2 separate regions of the Zea mays genome follow, and region 1 is linked to region 2. Evidence: chromatin contacts called from public Hi-C data. All regions are on one chromosome and are shown on one strand. The core of a region is the stretch at or near the end of the contact, and the rest is flanking DNA. Distances in the headings are between cores, read along the strand shown. Region 1 holds the start of LOC100282792 (26S proteasome non-ATPase regulatory subunit 3). Region 2 holds the start of LOC103157010 (acyl-[acyl-carrier protein] desaturase).

Region 1 (6,914 bases), core at 4,013-6,512, 250 kb before region 2:
CTCTTTGTTGATCTCATCAAACTCCTTTTCACACCTAATGGAGTCATAAATCTGACCAAAGCACCATTTAATATACCTCATTTTAAACCTAGGATCAAGGATCGTAGCAATAACCATGATATTGTTCCTCTTCTCCCAATATTTATCAAATTTTTCTAACATGGCAGCAGCCATACTCCATAGATATGGATCACCAGAATTCTTTGCTCCAATTAATGCAATCTTTACTTTCACTATATAAGGGTAGAAGACATTGGCTGTGGGATAAACTGATCCTGAAAATGCAGTGGTTGCTCCAGCCATTGTTCCTAAGATTGGTCTAATCTTTTCATACATGTCCCATTGTGACTGCGAAGGCTCCCACATATTGTTATGATCTTTTTCAACATAGTAACCAAAAGCAGCCCTATAGTCAATGCAAGTATCCAACATTCTATATGTTGAACTCCACCTTGTTTTAACATCAAGAGAGAGCCCTTTTCCAACTTTTACAACATACTCCTTGCAAACATCCATGAACTTGTACATTCTACTAGGTGATCTCTTGAAATATTTTACTGTTTCCCTAAGGTTACTTATGAGATCATCTATTGGTTGCAAGCCATCATTTACAGCCAAATTGACTATGTGTGAAGCACAACGAACATGAAAATACAAGGGATCAAATTGTGTATTCCTTCTAGCAAGAAGCTTGGATGTCAAATTGGTGATTGCAACATCATTATTTATAGCATTGTCAAGTGTGATTGTAATAACTTTATCTTCAATTTTCCATTCAACCAGGCACTCAAAAATAGCTTGAGCTATCACTACACCAGTGTGGGAAGGATCCAACTCCACAAAGTTCAGTACACGACATTGCAATTCCCAATTTACATCTATGTAGTGTGCAACCAAACTAATGTATTGGACATTTTGGTTAGATGTCCACAGATCGGTAGTCAAACTTATGGATTCAGCCTCTCTAAGAGTTTTCTTTAGAAGGTCCTTTTCAGATTCATACACTTTCATGCACTCATTTTTTAGTCTTTCTACCAATACTTTCATAGCTGTTATTCATCCATTTCATCAAGATATTAAACCATCTGTGCTCTACCATTCGAAGTGAATACTCATGAACAATAATCATCTTAGCAATCAAATTTCTAGTGTGATCATGATCATATTCAGTGGGATTAACAACAAGAGAACCATCATCAAGAGCGAAGCTGATAGTACCTTGAGCAACCTTTGATTTTGCATTGGGCAACTTGTTCTGGTAGGCGGTGCACTTATCCAGATGTCGATTCAGCTGTGATGTTGGACCCCCACGTTGATACACATACAGTTTGTAACAAAACTTGCACTTGGCCTTCGTCACCATTTCCCCAAACTTCTTTGATTGAACTTCGACCACCTTAAAATACTTCCAGCAATCGGCTCGCTTCGCCCTATTGACCTTACACTTTGAAGGAGATAATGGAACATCACCCTTTGCCCTTTTGACTCCTCTCTTTGCATTATGAACTTGTGCCACCTGAACCTCATCTTCACCTTGGCTCCCACCATCCTCTGAAGATAGGCTTAGAGAGAAATCATCCTCCATGTCAAGGCTATTATCCTCCTCCTTGTCTTCCTCCTCTCTAGAATTAGTTGTTGGTTCCTGCATTTCAATCCAACATTACAATCTAGCATACACCAAAGAATGTGAAGACAACAAAAGCTTAGCATTTGAAGTTTTGGATACTCACCACAGATATAGAAACATTAGACCGATTGCCGGACGCCGATGATGTTGTCGCTGCAGGCATCTTCTGCATCGAAATGGGTGGCTTCTTTGTGAGTTGCTTGGTTCGAGTTCGAGATCGAGACCCCAAACTTGCTGGCAATGGAGTGTTCTCCTCCTCCATAGGGGCATAGGGTTGGATGCCTGGATATCGACGCTGTGCCTGACGTAGACGCTGAGACGCAGTGAGCCAGTGACGCTGGAGTGGACTGTTGGAGCCTCGAGCGGTGGCCGTTTGGGCGCGCGACCGCGAAGATGCCGGTGCCCGGTTGGTCGCTGCCCGCTGGCGCTGCGCCGCGGCGCTGCCTGGACTGCTGCCCCGCCTGGCCAGTGGTCGGTGGAGACGAGTGGAGCGTCGAGCCGCCGTCTGCCGAGTCGCTGTCGGCCGTCGCCGACGCCGAGACACCGACTAGGCCACTAGGGTTTGCGCGCGGCTGAGGCCTCAGCAGGAGCGGCTGACGTGGAGTCTGGTGTCTGGAGTGAATGAGTGGACCGTGGACGTCGTTGGCCGAGCCTTGAGCGGTGGCCCGTGGCCGTTTGCCCGTGTGCGGTGTGCCTGTTGAGCGGTGAGCGTTGGGCCTAGCCGCTTGGGCTTACGGCTGATGGGCCAAAGAAGCGATTAAGTGAAACTGTGAAAGGCCGGCCCGAAACGATATGCTGCAATGTGGCAGCTCGATTAGCTCGCGAGCTGGCTCGAGATCAACTCGAGCTGGCTCATTAAGAAACCGAGCTGGGACGCTGGCTCAGCTCGTGTAAAAATTTAAATCCGATCCGAGTCGAGTGAGCCAACGAGCCACGAGTTTTTCGTCCAGCCCTAGACACAGAGATATAACTAGAGAAAGAAGATCGTTCTTACATGGAGGGCCCACGTGGCATTGAGTGAGAGGAGATAAAAGGAAAGCGTACGGGATGGCCACGTGCGTGTTTTTTTTTTCTTTTTACTATTTGTTTTCCTTGTCTTTTACTTAAAATAAGTATGTATATATATATTAATATTAAAAAATAGATAAATCCAAATATATTATATACAAAAGAATATACATGCTTTTAGAAAAATATTATTTAGCAACTCATTTCATTTTAGGAAAAGACTTCACTCCAACAAATAAATCTAACTAATGATATAAATAAATATATATTTTCAGAAACAAAAAATCTCACAAATTCGTACCTTCCAAAATTAATATTGTAATCATCCATCATTAATTTATAAAATGAGATTTTTATCACAAAATAAAAAATGGATTTGCAAATAAAATCAAATAAAATTTATGGTTCGGCATAAATGCATCAACCACTTGGTAAAATTCTATCTATTCAAGAAATTGTTTTTTTAATTATATCACCATTCATTATTTGAAAACATAAATATTTTCCTTTCTATTGGAAACCAATAACTTAGACTAAATTGCTTTTAGGTGATGGATTTTGGGTGTTACAGGTGGTTGGCACCAGACTGTCTGGGGCTACACAGTCCAGCACCTTTTCTCTGTTTCTTCCTTTGTCTTCTTTTTCTCCTTTTGGACTTGACTTAGCTGAATCCCTGGCACTTAGACAAACATAATTAGCACACAAAACAATTGACTAAGTGTCTCGAGCATACCTTTTTGCTTGATCCATATAGATTTTCATTATGTCCTCTTCGGAGCTCAATTTGCTTCATACACTTTTGCTCATATATCATGTTAGTTAAACATAATGTGTTGTGTATCTAATCACCAAAACAATATAGAAATGGCTCAAGGGCATATTTCCCTTTCATTTATAGAGTAGAGAATTTAATTTGATTATATCAAATCAATATAAATTGGGCAAAAATATTTGAATTATAAAAGACATATACTTTAGAGTTTAGTTTGTCATTTTATAATAGGCTATGTATTGAGTTTTTATTATATTTTTAACAAGTCAATGGACTAATTTAGATCAGGAGAAGTTTGGAGAGTGGGTACAAAGGAATGGGGACAGTGAATGGCTCCTCATCTCCATCCTCTTGAAATGGGACTATTTTTTCTGGTTTCGATCCCCACAAGGACTAAATTATCTTCATGCCCATTTTGTAATAGGGGAATTTCGACGGAGAATCAAGGTTCGGTCTCCATTGCGATCTCTACGGAGTAGTGAGGATGGTGATAAGAGACCATCATAGGCACACATGAGGACGACATGTTGAAGTAGCTAACTTCTGCTGGCCAAGAGAGAAGTTGATGGAAATTAGTATTTTTTTGTCAGCTATAAGCATGCATAGAGCCAAAAAGATCACTAATTTTAGTTGGCACCTTGTTCTAGCCTACGGAAGTTAGTAATTTTCCGCTGGCTAGGCCACATGGAACAAAAAATTGGTCCATTTTTTTTGGGTTGGCTTAAAAGCCCACACATATTTAGTTGGCCTATAAGAAATTCTTGTGCATGTCATGCCCGCTGCACCACCATGTTGCGTGCTCCACTCACTCTATTGCACTACAATTGTTGTCGAGGGAGGTGATTGGGGTTGGAGGTGATTGGGGTTGGGAGTGTGGGAAACTAAGCGCAGAGCGATTGTGACAATGTGAACATGAGCTCCTACTCGACAAGGGAGCAAAAGGGGTACCATGGTGGTGTTGAATGCGATTATCATGAGGTGAAGGTTGGTGTCACGATAAATGATGCTCGAATGCGATTATCATGAGGTGAGGGTCGATGTCACGATAGAGAATGCTCGGCTGGGACGTGTGGAAGCACAATAAGATTGGTGCGTCAAAGCAAGTCCTAGGAAGTTATGTTTGCACACCCAACGTAGTGTGTGGGAATGGTACAATAATATAATTTTAGTGCATTGAGAGTGTATTTTTAAACTATCAAGATTGGGAAGCTACATACGTAATTCAAAACCTATACGAGAACTTTAGATAAGTATAGGGAGCTAAATATGTAATTTGAAAGTACCAAGACCTAGATAAAAACTTAAAATAAGTTCATATAGCTCATTGTATAATTTAAAATTATCAAAACTTGGATGAGAACTCGATACCAATTCGAGAACTGCCAATAAAATTTACTCTATATTAAATAACTGCAATATCCAAAAGGATGTAGATATTGCAGCATAGAAATTGGAATTGGAATAAGCTTTCTAGAATTCTATTGTTTGATTGCATATAGAATTAAGATTTGGAATCTGAGACCTAATTCTATAGAATTGGACTATAACTAGAAACTCCTCTCAATAAAAAGTATCACTCCTCTGTATTGTGTGGAATTAGATCACATAATTCTAAACTCTAATTTAATAACATCCAAACAATAGAAATAAAATTACATCTTATTTTAAGCCAGGGTTGATTTGGTGTTAAACTTAATTCAATTTCATGTTTTCTCGATATCTAAACGGAACACAAGAAAAGATAAGTATGATTATTTGGAGGAGATAAAAAGCCCACGGACTACGGGCTAAAACGCTTCGGGCCTGTCCATTTAGCCATCCTAATATTTTCCATGCCCAACAACGACGAATATCAGGCAGCCCAGAAATGTCTGCTGCAGGGCTGCTGGGTTTCTGATGCCAAGTGGAGCGGGACACGAGGACACCACAAAGCGGTGAAGGAGAACCAAGGTAATCGAACCCGGAAGCGACCTTCTTGAGCCCGAAGCAAAAGGCACTGCTCATCGATCCGCCACCACGCCACAAAATCCTCTCCTACTCCGGCAGTTCTGCTCGCCGCCGCCTCCACGATGACGGAAGACGTGCAGATGAACGACTCGGAGCCCCAGCCTGCGGCCTCAGCTCCCGCCGTCGGGGCGCCGGCGCTCTCCACACTACACCGTATGCTCCCTCAATCCATTCTTCCCCTCCCCAAAACCCTAGAGTTCTTATGTAACATCTCCACGAAGATTCGGTGTGGCTGAAGCGGCGCTTATGTCAGATCTGAAGGAGATCGCGTCCGTGATCGAGGCCGGTTCTCTGTCCAAGGAGGTCCGCCGGATCTCCCGCGCCTTCCGCCTCACCGTCGCGCTCCGTCGCCGCCTCGCCGCGCGGGACGTCTCCGCCTTCCTCGCCTTCGCGCTACCCGCGTCCTCCGAAGCCTACGGACGCCTCACTGCCCTGGTGCCCAAGGTAAAATTCACTTTCCCGCCTCTGCTGCTAGCTATTGCCACTAGGAGACTGGTTTAGAGAAGCTAGGCTTTGGTACTCGCCAGATTTGTTATGTCTGGACCTCGCTGTATCCTAGATCGAACATACTTGTACAGTGCCTTGTATATTAATCTCACTATTATGGATATTGATTTGCTACTGCACAATTTCATTTTTCCATGTCCATTATAGTTGACATACATGTTTGTCCCCTGCTGTTAGTCTGTTACTTCTCATCTGAAATAAGCTAGTCATTCACTCATGCTTCACTTCTAGCATCCTTATTTGTGCATTTGTTATGTAGCCTAAACTTTTAAGACAAGAAGTCTTACCATCATGTGTATATTCCGTTGTCACAATTGGACAACTTGCATTATTCCTATGGATTATGTATGATTTGCACATGTGCGGTTGGATTTTCTTTTTTTAAACAAACGCAAGAGTGCTGCGTGTCATTTCATTAAGGAGAAAAGTAAGATAGGAGAGACAAGACTTGTCAACCCACGTTACAAGGCCCATGAGGCCAAATACCCAGACTAGGGAATGGCGTTCCAAACATACAAAGGAACAAAACTACAAAAAACTACCGCCGAAATACCTGCTAGTTTCCTATGGGGAACTGGCACAGGAGGAGGTCCTGTAGAGCTGATGCTCAAGCCAAGCACCACCCTCAACCGCATCTAACATTACACGTTGGACACAGGGTGTAGCACCCTCAAAAACACAAGAATTTCGGTGCTTCCAGATCTCCCAAGCTACCAAAATGATTAGGGAGTTAAGTCCTTTCCTTAATCTCTTCTCAACACTTTTGATACTTTGACCCCAGCAGTTCGAAAACCGTTTGCATCCTGGCTGAGGGGCAATGGCGAGCAGGCCTAGCTTATTGAGGATCATCGACTAGACTTGCCGGGCAAAAATACATGAGACAAGAGTATGTTGAATGTTGAATGCTCTCCTCAGACTGGTCACAAAGAGGGCATGCAGCTGGATGGGGCAGTCCTCTTTTGGCCAATCTATCAACTGTCCATACCCTGTTTT
Region 2 (7,587 bases), core at 570-3,069:
ACTTATACCACACTCTTATACTTACTTCTCTATAGCATACGTGTAGCGTATAACTATATCTCTCATATGATTCAGGATAATATACTAATATATTAAATATATAAATATATTAACTTAATTAGTTTGTCTAAATTATGATTATTATAATGGAATTCAATTCCAACAAAACAAACGGGCCTAAGTATAAATTGACAAATTCACAACCATACATTTCCATTAAAAAATCATTTTACAAGTGACATATGTAGATGACATCAGCGAAAAGAAATATTGTGATTTACCGTGTCCAGCGAATCCGCACCAAGTTCAGAGAATTTCGATTCACCACAAACTTCAGTGTGGTCAGGAAGAGCAAGCTGCTTCTTCACAATTTCACAAACCTTGTCCACCGTATCCTTCTTGGCCTGTCATAATCCATATTTTGAAATTTCATTATGTTTGCAGTATAAGAGAATATATATTGAAAAAGGTGTCACTGGGAGTATGGTTATCTTGCTAGATCAAGAGCACTGCAACAACACTAGGAGCACGTATAAGTTTCCTTGACTTCCAGAACAAAGGTAAGGGAAGAAAACAGAGCCCTTCTATAAACAATAAGGAGCTTTGGTGAAACTTGACCGATAGTATATACAGATTACTAGTTCAGTTGAGATCCAGAGACACAGTTGATTTAGGAAATCAATAGCTTTGTCATAATTATGCACAGAAGCAATAACTCAGGTAAATCACTAGCATTGTTATGATACAGAAAACCCTCGCCAAATATATTTGTGCATTGTAAGGCCAAGTATAAAACTCACAGCGCAGGAAACAGATCTCATAGGCACTGGTTGCAGGCGGAGGAATGTGTTACCCTTCCTCACCGGGGAGAAGGCTAGAGAATTTGAGTTGATTGCCTGCAATTCAAGAAAGTACAGTTAAAACATGAAGAAGAATGAATATTTGACCTGTTGTGTGACCAAAATCAAGGCCATGAGATGTAGGGCTTGTTTGGTTTCCTACCTAAGGTGCCACAATTTGCCTAACCTTAGGCGCTCAAATTTAAGAACTAAGCTTAGGCATAAAAGTTAGGCATTTTGTGGCAGCTAAGGCAACAAACCAAACAGCCCTGTAGTACTGAGATTCCAACACTATCCCCTCCAATTGAAATCGCATCCGAAACAAATAATTATACTGAATATTATTTAGTGAAACGGAAAGAAGTATGCATAAATCATTATGTGCAGTATACCATGATCTAAGCCTGCAAGGCCAACGTATGGTTACATAAATAAATGAAATTCATCATGTACGTGCAAGCAGATCTGCACAAATCCCCTTTAGAAAAAGGGTCAATAAAGCCAGACACCCATAAAGGTCAGCTTTCACCATGGAACCAAAAAAGGGTTTCATCCAGCCGTAAATCCAACACATGCTCTCGCAGTGGTGAGCCACCAGTTCATTCACCACGAGTGCAAATCAAGGGACGAGAGTCCCTCTAGATCACGCGCACGCATGTGAGGCAGGAAACCTTAATATTACAGAACTCAGACCCCCCGACAACCCCCCCCCTCCCCCCCGCGTCCATGCGCGACGCGGAAGGCAGGCATATATTGATATATAGAGATGGATCTGGAAAGAGCAACGGACGGACAACGAACAGCAGGTGGCGCTCGCGGCCTCGGATCTGAGTATAATTACCTTGACAGGCATGGCGAAGGAGAGAGCGGAAGATCCGGCGATGGATGCCATGTGCGTCAGACGGGAGGAGTGAGGTGGAGGGGAAGAGGGGAGGCGGCGGGCACGAAGAGCGTGAGAGCGACGGGGAGGTGGCTGGCCGAGGCTGGGTAGGTTGGAGTTAGAGCAGTGACCTGTCCGAAGTGAGGGCCCTTTTATACACGGCGGGGTGGCAACACGGCCGTCGGCATCGGTAGTATCGACGGGCTGCGGGGTCCACGAGACCCCACCGCTGCGCAGTCAGGCAGGCGGTTGGATGGTGGGCCGTGTGCAGCATCTCGTCGATGATCGGCCGCAGGGTCCATCATGAGCAACGGAAGGGTGTACGTGTAAGGCCCATCAGAAGGCGGGCTGCGGACCATCCGCGGAGAAAGATGAGCAGTATCAATTCCCGTGAATTACATGCCATTGTTGATATAGCCCTGTCGTGTTAACAATGGTTATTTTTTTCCGAAAAGACAAACAAAACAGTGTTGTTTTGTATACTAGTCGGTTGCCTGTGTGTTTCAATGGCTCACAACAATACCCACATATACTATCCACAAAAAGATCTCAAGATTTTTTTATTAATTGTTTCCGCTCTCCGCATAATTTTTTTTATTTAACTAACTGATGTTGTTTATTCCATCCAATATGTCTTGGTACAACACGGTCAATGAATGGAGCGATTAGAAGAGAGTTTACAACGACTACTGAATGAATAGATATTATAGAATGACATAATTCCACCATACAGAGACCACATAAGAGAAAATTTGTGAGCTCAAGTTTCTAAAATAAGTCATATGAACTCAAACTTATAAAAAATATAGATCAAAATATGGAGTAGGCATCAATAAAAACTGGATGCGCTCCATACAAATTATGGTACTTCGTAGCAATTACTAACGTTTAAAACCAACAAATAACCATTACTTTTACTGTTAGTGTGATAAATCATTGCTGCTCTATCCAATTCAGCAACCTCAAACACCATAAAGTACATTGCGCCAATGTGGTCTCAGAAACAACCTAATACATGCAAGAGCCAAGAACACAAGGGACGAGCGCATTGTGGTAGTGCCCGCATGGATCTCCAAATTTTAACACATATTTTGCAGGAATCATGAGCCATCATGAGAAGAACACAAAGCATGTGCAGAAAATAAATAAATTATTAACACGCCCAAAATATGTTTAGTCCATAGCACAATAAAAAAACTAACACCCAAAACAACAGAGGAACAACATAATAATTTTTGCAATGACAAAAGAATGGATGACATGTACATAGAAGTGGTAGAAGCATACCGAGTCGACACCATGGTAAGGAAAAGGCCATATAGACATGCGATGTCGAGTTATCGAACAGGTACCATAGGCAGCAAATCAGGAACCCCGATCCCTCGCCTCCCCCACTTCCAAGGTTTCGTAGAGCAGGAAGGGAAGGGAAGAGGCAGGCATACCTGTTCATTGCCGGAGAAGTACATGACAAAGACCTGGGCATCTGGAGGCGACATAGGTAGTATACTGCTAGATACATATATGGAGAGAGCACGCAAGCAGAGAAAGAAGTCCAGCCGAAGTAGCTCCAAATCGAGAGGCAACCGCACCAGGCGCCAGTCTGAGAGGGCGAGAGAATGTGAATGCCTTCCCAGCCCTAGACCCATCGAGGCGACACAACACCACCACCAACTCCGTAGCATATGCCGACTGCTGCCGCGCTAAGGGCCTTGGTTGTCCAATATCTCGGCAGAGGGTGTGGGAGCAGACGCCTCCTCCCCGTATTCGTCCGACACCAGCCCCGAAATCGGCTCGCATAATGGCTATTGCACGTCCACGAGTATGTTTCACAGCATGCGCGCACCATCGTTTTCGCCATCGTCGGACGTCCTGTTCATCATCCCAGCCTGTTCTTCCTCCCTAACTCGCTGCCCTCGCCCACGGTCACAACCGCGAGCCGACCGACACTCGTCGACGCAGGTACGGGGCGAGTCGGTCTTGCTCCTACCCTTTCTTCGTGCGTGCCGCCGAGGAGGACACAGTAACTCACGTTTGGTTGCTTGGGACCACGAAGCAAAAACTCGAGCTCGTGTGACTGAGCTTAGTGCGGCCCTCGATAGTCTGCAAGTATACTGCAATACTTTACATGAGGAAGTACATGTACTGTATGCTCGACTACACCCAAACGTGCCTTCCGACGCTGCTATGGGAGCCGGACCGTCAGGAATAGCAAACGAAGGACTTGATGAGGAGTTGGACCTTTTTAAGCCCCCTCCTTCCATGAACCTTGCTGATGAACGGTCTCCTGCAGCAGGAAATGAAGAAACCAAGGATGACGAAGACTAGAATAGTATAGTTTAGATGTTATACTTATGTAAAATAAGTACTAAAGTTAAGTTGTACGCTGGAGTCTGTATAATTCAGGGAAAACTTTATCGGCGATATGATGTCCGATAAAACCGATTTTCCTGTTTATCGGTGACCTCCGATATTTTTTTCTATCAGCCGAAATTTTCAATTTTTTTGAATTTACACTATAAAAATGTTCAAATTAGAAGTCAGATGGTCTATATGGCTTCTCACTTTCTTCCAGAACACTAAAACCCTAAATTTACTTGATTAGATGGTCTGTGTTGTTTTCATTTGTTAAATGTCTAAATAAAATCTACATGACATTCAAACAAAATAAGTCATTTTCTTCAAATTTGTACCGAAAAAATTTGTCTATCGCCGATAAAATTCCGATAAATCCGATAATCCTGTTTATCGCCAACCTCCGATATTTTTTCCTATCGATAAAATGAACCCTGGTATAATTACATTTTGGTAATGTAATATGATGGTATGTACTGGCATGTCATATTTTTCCTAAATGTCTCTTTGCCTCAGATGCCATCACGGACTCGCGCTCACGACGGGCGGGGACTTCTCGTGGTCGGGAAGATACACCCAACCCACCGCCTGTACCACCGACACTGGCCGAGGCTATCGCTGCCTTGGTCAATGCTACGGCAGATAATACCCGCTTCTTGCGCGAGATGGCGGGTAATCAATTCCAGCAGCATGGCGGGAGAGTTCCTCCACAAGGACCGCGTGAAACCTCGTATTTGGAATTCTCTGAGACACGTCCTTCGCTCTTTGTTAAATCCGAAGACCCTCTTGAAGCTGATGAGTGGATAAGGGTAATGGAGCAAAAGTTTGGATTAGTTCGTTGCACAGAAACACAGAAGCCGTTATTTGCTGCCCAACAACTGAGAGGCCCTGCCAGTACGTGGTGGGGGAATTTTGTAGCAGTTCAATCGGCTGGACATTAGGTCACTTGGGAAGAATTTAAGCTGGCATTCCGTGAACACTACATTCCAGAGGGAGTGCTTCACATGAAACAAGAGGAGTTCATTCGACTAAAGCAAGGGGGAGATACTGTAATGCAGTATCTCAACAAGTTTAACCATCTTTCCCAATATGCTATTGACCAAGTGAATACTGATCTAAAGAAAAAGAATTGCTTCATGACGGGACTCAACGACAGGCTCCAAGGGAAAAAGGCTACCTGCCTGGATCTTACTTATAGCAGAGCTGTCAGCACGACGCTGGCAGTAGAAGCCAAGAATACAGGCCATGGAAAATCAAAGGGATTTGGAGGTGACAGGTCTAATCAGGGACCTGAGAAGCGAACCAGGTTGGTAATCCGACCTTTTAATCAGAATCGTTCTTCGCCTCGTCCACCCTCCTATCCATTCAAACAGCCTGTTTTCATTCGTCCTACCACTGCCCCCACTTCTACAAATCAGTCGAGTGCCCCTGGTACTCGTTTCCCCGCTCTTCCTAGTTCTTCCACTGGATGCTTTAACTGTGGAAAGTCCAGACACTTTATAAAGGATTGTCCATACCCAAAGCAGAATAAATTCAACAATAAGCAGAACTCTGGGAGCTCCAATCAAGGAAAGGGGAACATGGCTAGTACTTCATCGGGCAAAAATATCAAGAAGACGGGACGAATCTATTATACTCAAGTGGCCACTACACCGGAGGGCAAGCCGGTAATGATGGGTACGTTCCTTGTGGCCAATTACCCAGCAGTCATTCGCTTTGATTCCGGTGCTTCACATACTTCTATAAGCAAGAATTTTGTGGAAAAGCATTGCATTCCTTGCACTGAATCAAGGGAAGGATTTATTATTCATTCACCTAGGGGACAAATATTTACTAAGGAAATAGTCTTCCATGTGCCAATAACATTGGCTGAACGGGAATTTCCCACCAACATGATTGTGTTAAAAGGCCAAGACATAGATGTAATTCTGGGCATGAATTGGTTAACCCAGCATAAAGCTATCCTCAACACTAATTCAAGGACCATCAAGTTGAGCCATGGTCATGAAGAGATTCTCTTGTGCATCCCTGTAGCTGTCCCAGCCAAACCATTTGGACGGATCTATGAAGCTATCATACCAGAAATCTAGGGGATTCCGGTAGTATGTGAATTCCCGGATGATTTTTCTGAAGATTTGCCCGAGTTGCCTCCAGAAAGGGATGTAGAGTTTGTGATTGAATTGAAGCCCGGTACGGCTCCTATTTCTAGAAGGTTGTACCGAATGACACTAAATGAATTGGCGGAACTCAAGATTCAATTACAAGACTTACTTGAAAAGGGATTCATTAGGCCTAGTTCATCACCTTGGGGATGTCCTGCAATTTTCGTCAAGAATGATCAAACAGTTCAAATGTGCGTGGACTACAGACCCCTTAATGAGGTCACTATTAAGAACAAGTACCCTCTTCCCCGGATCGATATCTTATTCAATCAGCTTACTGGAGCTCGGGTATTCTCCAAAATTGACCTCAGATCAGGTTATCATCAGATCCGTATTCGACCCGAAGATATACCCAAGACCGCATTCACTATGCGGTATTGATTATTTGAATATTTGGTTATGTCCTTTGGATTGACAAATGCTCCAGCCCACTTCACGTATTTAATGAACTTGGTGTTTATGCCCGAGTTGGATAAATTTGTGGTGGTCTTCATTGATGACATCTTAATCTATTCCAAGAACGAAGAGTATCATGCTAAGCATTTGCAGATCGTGCTAACATGCCTAAGAGAGCACCAATTGTATGCTAAATTCAGCAAATGCGCGTTTTGGTTGGAAGAAATCCAATTTCTTGGACATGTATTGTCTGTAAAAGGAATTGTGGTTGACCCCAGCAAGGTCAAGGATATTCTAGAGTGGAAACCACCAACGACAGTACATCAAGTTCGAAGTTTCCTTGGGCTGGCTAGCTATTACTGCATGTTTATTCTAGATTTCTCCAAGATTGTGAAACCAATTACAAGTTTGTTGAAGAATGATACAAAGTTTGACTGGTCCTCAAAATGCAATGAAGCCTTCGAGCAGCTGAAGATACTATTGACCACTGCTCCGGTATTGGCTCAACCGGACATTGAAAAGCCTTTTGATGTATACTATGACACATCAGGCAGCGGTCTCGGATGTGTCTTAATGCAGGAGGGCCGAGTCATAGCATATGCTTCAAGACAGTTACGCCGGCATGAGGAGCACTATCCAACTCATGACTTGGAATTAGCTGTAGTTGTCCATGCCCTCAAGATATGGTGTCATTATCTGCTGGGAAATATCTGCCATTTATATACAGATCATAAAAGTCTGAAATATATTTTTACCCAATCAGAACTGAATATGAGGCAGAGAAGATGGCTTGAGCTGATTAAGGATTATGATTTAGAAATCCATTATCACCCGGGAAAAGCCAATGTGGTGGCAGATGCACTAAGTCGCAAGGCTTCCTGCCATTATCTTACAGTGAGGACCCCTGACATCACATTATGTCAAGAAATGGAGAAGTTGAACCTGGGAATGATACAAC

Evidence for each region. Hi-C and Micro-C count contacts between places; a contact is called where the count stands out from the background.
Region 1: a contact with region 2 is called in a Hi-C map of ear, with 2.8 times the contacts expected there. The contact joins the promoter of LOC100282792 here to the promoter of LOC103157010 in region 2. A contact is called at or near these places in 5 of 25 Hi-C or Micro-C datasets (bundle sheath, ear, leaf and 2 more).

Annotation. Positions count from the first base shown.
Region 1 is chr4:224,052,160-224,059,073 of Zm-B73-REFERENCE-NAM-5.0, reverse strand. LOC100282792 (26S proteasome non-ATPase regulatory subunit 3) reads left to right here and starts at 5,262. Exons shown (of 8, transcript NM_001155698.3): 1 at 5,262-5,567; 2 at 5,668-5,858. The coding sequence starts at 5,477.
Region 2 is chr4:223,800,753-223,808,339 of Zm-B73-REFERENCE-NAM-5.0, reverse strand. It overlaps LOC103157010 (acyl-[acyl-carrier protein] desaturase), which reads right to left and starts at 1,819. Exons shown (of 4, transcript NM_001291754.1): 1 at 1,681-1,819; 2 at 801-896; 3 at 282-404. The coding sequence starts at 1,731.